Linked DNA regions of Mustela erminea: region 1 is linked to region 2. A link is a contact called in public Hi-C data. All regions are on one chromosome and are shown on one strand. The core of a region is the stretch at or near the end of the contact, and the rest is flanking DNA. Distances in the headings are between cores, read along the strand shown. Region 1 holds the start of FOXO3 (forkhead box protein O3). Region 2 holds the start of CEP57L1 (centrosomal protein CEP57L1).

What was found. A called contact is a pair of places that touch in the nucleus more often than the background predicts.
Region 1: a Hi-C map of spleen shows a contact between it and region 2, with 4 times the contacts expected there. The contact joins the promoter of FOXO3 here to the promoter of CEP57L1 in region 2. A contact is called at or near these places in 2 of 3 Hi-C or Micro-C datasets (fibroblasts and spleen).

The regions. Positions count from the first base shown.
Region 1 is chr4:23,583,050-23,586,637 of mMusErm1.Pri, forward strand. It overlaps FOXO3 (forkhead box protein O3), which reads right to left and starts at 2,026. Exons shown (of 4, transcript XM_032338879.1): 1 at 1,872-2,026; 2 at 997-1,742. The coding sequence starts at 1,614.
Region 2 is chr4:23,047,515-23,050,921 of mMusErm1.Pri, forward strand. CEP57L1 (centrosomal protein CEP57L1) reads right to left here and starts at 1,386. Exons shown (of 11, transcript XM_032338862.1): 1 at 1,285-1,386. The coding sequence starts at 1,317. SESN1 (sestrin-1) reads left to right here and starts at 2,125. Exons shown (of 11, transcript XM_032338860.1): 1 at 2,125-2,585; 2 at 2,732-3,071. The coding sequence starts at 2,793.

The sequences.
Region 1 (3,588 bases), core at 776-3,275, 540 kb after region 2:
AATCTGTTTCGATGCCCAACTGCAGGAAGTCATTACATCATAGGCCTTTCCACACCTCTCTCCCTACCACGTGTCCAGTGCCCCAAGAGGCTGAAAAGGAACAGTAGGGAGCCTCTCTTCTGGTTCACTTGTAGGTAGAAGCCATTATGGCCCAGCCCTGACACCACACCTCCCTGCCAAGGGCCGAGGTGAAGCTCCAGGCCTCGGTCCTCCAGACCTGGATCCGGCCTCAAACCTCGCCAGAGTCCAAGCCTCAAGGAGAGCAGCAGGTGTGGCTGGTCCGCCCGGAGGCCGCAGGGCTGGCCCGCTCCAGGGCTCAGAACATCTCAAGTTCGGGGGCAGGCTTACTGGAGAAACATCTCTAAGGAATAAAGGTGTCAACACAGGCAAGTAAAGACATTCTGCCAAGAAAAGGTTTACAAGCACTGCTTTTTCTAGTGGGATCGGTGTGCCTGTGGGAACTAACACCCACAAGCCAGAAACTTCGACGCAAGGGTTTTCACCCAGCTAGTGACAACGACATGCTCTGTAACCGACTGGAAACCACAAATCCAACCCCTCCTCCGGGTACCAAGTCCCAAGCACACCCCCACATCCTCTCACTGCACCCGCAAAGCCCTTCCCGCATCCCCACTACGGCTGATTTCTACTTCGAAGTTGGCCGAAGACCTACCTCGTCTGTGTCGTCCCGGGAATCCAGCAAACGCACTCCCGTCCGCCAGTCCTTCCCTCGCCGGTATCCCTCGCCCCCTCTCCTCACCTGCCCATGCCCGAGGCTTCGTCGGAAGCCTCCTTTCCCCGCCCTACCCTCCGCGGCCGACCCCAGGTTCCCCTCCTCTGGGGGTCACAGAGATCCCCGGAAACCTCACAGCGGAGGCTCTCGGTGCCAACCCTTCTCCCCAGCGCCCGCAGGCGCGCTCCAATGAATCGAAGGCGCGTCTCGCACTGCGCAGGAGGCCCGGCGGGTCCGGCCGCCCGCCCGAGGTGGGTACGCACCTTCCACCCCGCAGAGCTGTTGCTGTCACCCTTATCCTTGAAGTAGGGCACGCAGCGCACCATCCACTCGTAGATCTGGGACAGAGTGAGCCGTTTGTCCGGCGAGCTCTCGATGGCGCGAGTGATCAGGTCGGCGTAGGACAGGTTCCCCCAGGCGTTCCGCCGCGACGAGCATTTCCTCGGCTGCCCTGAGCCCCCAGCCGCCCCCGGCTGCGGCGGCGGCAGTGGCTGCTGAGGCTGCAGCGACGTCTGCGTCCCCCCGCTCAGCGCGCCTGCCGCGGGGGCTGGCCCGGAGCCGGGGTCCTGCCCTCCGGGAGCCAGCAACCGGGCCGAGTCTTCAAGGAGCAGCCCGGAGCCTAGCGCGCCGCTCCCGCCGCCGCCGATCGCCATGGCCGAACCGGCCCTACCGCTGCCGTCCTCGTCGTCTTCATCGTCCTCCTCTTCGGGGATCATGGAATCGGCGGCCGTCTCCCCCGAGGGTTTGGCCGGGCTCCCCTGGAGCTCTGGCCTCTGCAGGGGCCACGTACAGGAGCGCGGCCGGCTCTGGGGTTCGAACTCCGGGTCCAGCTCCACTTCGAGCGGAGAGAGCGGGGCCGGGGAGGCCGGTGCCTCTGCCATCTTCGCCGCCCGCCCGCGGCTCGGGCTCTCGCGCTCTCCTCTCGCGCCGGGGCGGGGTGCGGCGGGGGAGGGACGGGGGCGCCGCGAAGGCTCGGGCTCCCAGGAGTCGCTGCCGCTACTGCCGCCGCCTGGGGAAGCACGAGAGAAGAGAGAAGGAGAGTTGGTTATCCCGGGCTGGAGCCCAGTCCTCCGCGACTCCGCGCCCGCCGCCGCCGCTTCTCGGCCGCACGGCGCCCGCCTCCCAGAAACAGGCAGACCTGGAGACGTGCGTCCCGCGAACCTGGCGCCGCAGACACCGCCCCCTGGCCTGGCCTCGGGGGAGCCGGGAGCGAATCGACGGGCTCGCACGGGGCAGCCCCCTCCCCCCGCCACCGGGGCCGCCCGATCTGCAGGTCCCTCCTGGGCTAGGTGGCTGGGCGGGGAAGAAGGGGGAGGGGCGGGGGCGGGGGGGAGGGGCGCGAGCCGCGCCTTTAAAGCGGGCAGCGGCCAGAGCTGGCGCAGCCGAGCCGCGGTCGGAGCCCAGGCGGGCGTGCGTTTGTTTATGTTTCGCTCGGGCCCGCTCAAGTGCCTCCCGCGGCGCCGCAGCCAAAGTCTGTGGCGTCTTCCGCTCTTCTGCTGGTCCCCGGCCCTGCCGCCTCCGCGCCCCCTTGTACCCCCTTCTCCCCGCCGAGGGGCCCGAGTCCGGGGACAGCGCGGGCAGCCCCCTTCTCCCCTCTTCGCCCGCGGGCCAGGAGGACGAACGTAGGTCCGAGCGCGGACGGGCTCCTGTCACTTCCAGAAAAAAGACGGGAAGCAGGGGGGCAACCAGCGCGGCGGGTGTTTGCAAAGGGCCGAGCCAAGCAGGCACGACCACTTTGGGGGTCTGTATGGTTTATGTGCCCGCAGGCGCTGCACCCTCCACCCCCTTCCCAGGAAAGGACGGGGGGAGGGGGCAAGTCGGAACATAAATCTTCCAACAGGTCAGGAAGCGCCAAGTCTCCCGGGCTACCAGAAAACCCGGACCAGCACGTTCATCACCTCCTTGCTCCCGCTGCTGCCATCTTGACAGTTTTCCCCCCTTCACTCAAGTCCTTTAAAAATACTAACGGGAGGGAAGGGGGGCGCGCACACCGAGTCACGGGGAGGGAAAAGGGAAGCGCCTGGCCCAGCTCGGAAGCAGATCCGGAGTCACCGGGAAGGCGACCGCCCCGCTGCACAGCTCCGGCGCCTACCTCAGTTCCTTCCCTTCAGGGACGAGGGGGGAGGACGCACAATTCTGCGCGGACCCGGGGCACCGCGAGGAGGGGGCGCGCAGCCTCCGCGAAGGAGAGGCGCTCCGGCCGCCGCCGCAGCCCGCCTGAGGAAACGCCTGTCAGCCTGCGCGCCGCCGCCTTCCACATTCCTCCTCCTCCCTTCCACGAGCAGGGCGGCCGCGGCCGCAGCACAAAGTTATAGACACACGCAGGGTGCCTCAACCTAGGCTGACGGCGGGCGGGCGGGCGGGTCCCCGCCCAGGGGGAGGGCTGGGCGGCAGGCCCGGGTGTGCTGTGTGCGTGCGTGTGTGTGTGTGCGTGTGTGTGTGTGTGTGTCTATGTGGGCTCGCTCGCGCGCGCGCCTGCGCCGCCGGGCTCCGCGGGACTGCGGGCGTGGGTGTCAGGGAGCGCGCGGCGGCCCGGGACCGGGCGGGCTCCCGCAGCCGTCCCCGCCGGGCTCCCCCTCCCTCCCGAGGGCCTCGACGACAACAAAGCGCGGCGCTGGCCTAAGAGAAGAGGGAGGGGGAGAGCGGAGACCCTAACGCTCCACGAGCGCAGTCGCGTGGCCTCTCAGACTCCGGGCAGGGCGCCTGGTACCCGGGGTCCCCGGCGGGCGCGTCCGTCCCCCGGGCTCTGGGCCCGCCCTGGTGTCCGGTTCCCAGTTAGAATCGGACACCAGGTAACACGCGAGATAAGATGCTGACCGCGGATCGCAGAGATTACCACGGCGTGGAAATACAAG
Region 2 (3,407 bases), core at 136-2,635:
TGATTTAAATCAGTAGCAGAATTTAAACCAGTAGCATAGAATGTAGACCATACCCAAGGCCTTCCGAATTACACCAATTCATCAAAACTTATCTGTTCAAGGACATGTCACTTTCAGAAACTATCTGGAAAATTCACAGTACTTGTCTCCTCACAGCTACAGAATACATCAGTAGATAAAAAGTCATCCCTCCCCAAATATGGGTGATTTGGCTTATTTTGGTTTCCTGAAAGTTTCATACCTCTCTCACTTCTAGGCTTCACCCTATGCTGTCCCTTTAGCCTTCACCCTATGCTGTCGCTTTAGCCCTCTTTTCCCAGGATGAAGATTTCCCTGGTGAAATCCTAGCCATGCCAGATAGCCAGATATCATATTGTACTAAAACTGTGCATTTAACCATTAGGTTATGTAACTAGATAGGGACTGTCTTTGCCACTGTTGTGTACTCAGTACCTCACAGGGCTAAATTTTCATCTTTTTCATTTTTTAATTTATTTTATTTTTTAAAAGTTTTTATTTAAGTAATTTCTATATCCAGCATGGGGCTGGAACTCACCCCCCGGGGGATCAAAAGTTGCATGCTCTTTGCACTGAGCCACCCAAGCGCCCCAGGGCTCAATTTTTAGAAAAAAATCTCTTCCGCAATGTGAAGAATTAAAATCGAATTTGGTTCTCGGTCCATTGACTACCTTGACTTTTCTCAAGAGGAATGACTTTTCAAAACCAAACAGTAGTTTTCAAACAAATGAATCTTCTAAATGTACTAAGTTTTGGAAATTTTTATAGGTCTTTTTTCATGCAGTATCTCTGCAAACATTCATTATCTAGGAATACTGGGGCTTCTTTCCCCCTTACTCTCATACAAAATGGATTTTAAAACTCGCTTTCAAAGCCTTGCCTGGGATTTCATTCTACTGAGCGCATACAACACAAAACACCCCTATGAAATGGCAAACAAAAGTGCAATGCACAGGGATACCTAATCCCTCGCGAGCGAGTCCACCTCAAAGGGCTAAGCGGAAGCCGCAGCAAGACGCACCGGTTTCTACAGCATCCCTCTTGCCCGGCCTTTTGCTGCTTTCTAAGCCCCTTGGGGTCCCGATCATTCCTCGCGCCTTCATATGCCCTCGGCCTTGGGCACCCAGACTACTCCTTCCCAGGCAGATTACTGGACACTACCCCTGGACTAAGGAGGACAGCTCTAGATAGCCTGGTCTCCAAAATACCTGAGGAAACGGGAGAAGGAAAAAATCCTGTCAAAGAAAAATTGGCAGCCAAACCTACAGTGCTCACCAAATCGACGCTCTCAACCTCCATCCGCGCTAACCGTTGGCTCGAAGGCCGCTACAGGCGACGTCGCAGTGGCTCCTGGGGACTGTAGTTACAGAACGCGTCTGTACATCAAAACTACATTTCCCAGAAGTCAATGCGAGGACGCCCTGCCCTCTTAAATCTCGGATTTGGCGTAATAATGAGACTGTCACTATTTTCAGACTAATTTTAAATTTAGATTCAATTTCTTCCAGATGTGTGTTTACGCCCTCTTTCTTTGCCGTGCTTGTCTTGTCTGTAACGGTTTCAGTGTACTTCAACTCCTTACTCTTCTCTCCCCTTCTCCAACCGGGAGAATCCCAACGTCAGAGGACGAGAAACGCCACCGACGCAAAAATGCCCCTTAGGCGCATGCTCCCTGCTCTCGTCACGCATGCGCAGCAGCCAGCAGCAGTTGGCGGCCGCTCGCGGACTTGGGGTCTGGAGGTAGCCGGCTGGAGGGCGGGGCTTTTTCCAATGGCTTTGCCTCCGCGGGTCGCGTCTGCTTGGGCGGGGAAGAGGGCGCTGGGGCAGGGGCGGCTCCTGGATTATGTCGGGCGGAGAAAGGGGAGGGGCTGGGGGGTGAGGACCCCATCTTCCCTCCCTGCTCCCGCCCTCTGGGCCGAGCCCCACCGATGGGGCTGGGCGAAGGGGCGGGCTCTGCGCCTCTCGCCTGGCTTCTCCGCCAGCTCCGCGGCCCGGCCCCGCTTTTGGGGATTGCGGCCCAGCCCTGTGCCCGTCAGGTTTAGTGGGCGGTGGGCGAGGACGCAGGTATAGGAAAAGAAAAGGCGTCTGCTCGGGGATCCGGAATCTTGGGGCCGGAGACACTTTCCTCCAACGCTGCAGCCGGGACAGCGGCTGCCAGAGGCGGCCGCCCCCAACGAGCGACTGGGTCTCCGGCCGCGGCAGCCAGTGAGCAAGGATTTGGCGAGATTTCCCCACCAGCTCCCGGCGGCAGCTGAGGGGTAGGGAGGAGCTGCAGGGGGCGGGGACTGGTGCCGGAGGAGGGGCGGGGTGGGAATGTTCCTGAGAACCCGGTGGCTGCCCAGACAAAAAACCCCGAATGGCTGGAGCGCCTTCAACTGTTACCAGCCTTTTTGGGCAGAGCACGGATTTGACAGCTCCACAACGTGAGGATATCCGCTGACCCCGCGAGACGGAGGAGAGCACTTCCCCGGGACTGCCTGTGCAGCAGAGCCAGCGCTTTCGGGTTTCAACTTTCCAACTTTTTTTTTAGTCTCTGACAAGAAGACTGCCCCTTCATGTAGGAGAGGGTGAGTTCTGTCTCGCAGATTGGTTGAAAGCAATTAATATAAAAGACACTTCTGGTTCCAGATGTCTCCCAGACATTTGTGTTTTCATGACGATTCGATTTCTCTGATTTTATTCTTACATTTTTTCTCGTTTTAAAAATACAAAGTGCTTTTGGGGACATGCTGAAAGGTAACTGAAGACGGCAAAGAAAAAAACCTCCAGTTGTCATGGCTGAAGGGGAGAATGAAGTGAGATGGGATGGACTGTGCAGTAGAGATTCAACTACTAGAGAGACAGCACTGGAAAACATAAAGCAAACCATTTTGAGAAAAACCGAGTATCTTCGTTCGGTGAAAGAGACACCTCTTCGTCCATCAGACGGGCTTTCAAATGCTGTTTCTTTGGATGGGTTGAATAAACTTCTTGCTCATCTGCTGATGCTTTCTAAGAGATGTCCCTTTAAAGATGTAAGAGAGAAAACGGAATTTATTTTGAAGAGCGTCCAGGTAAGAAAACCTTGTAATTACAACCGTCCATCTCCATCTAGTACAGTGCAGTTTTACCTGCAGTTATTCACGTTGTATTTGCTGCTAGGTGGTTTTGCGAACCCATTACAAATTCATTCTACAGCTTAAATTTAGAGTGGCTTGGAAGACGTTGAATCTGGAGCTGAAACTGTGCAAGTAGAACTAAAATAAAAGCAGTTTTCAAATATAAGTAAACAATAATTGTCCTTCTAGAGAGTTTTAGCAGAAACTGTATTCCTCCCAGAAAAATATGAGAAAGTTACAGTTAATTGCAAGTAAAGACTTGCTTTTCCTTATATTCATTTTTACATATTG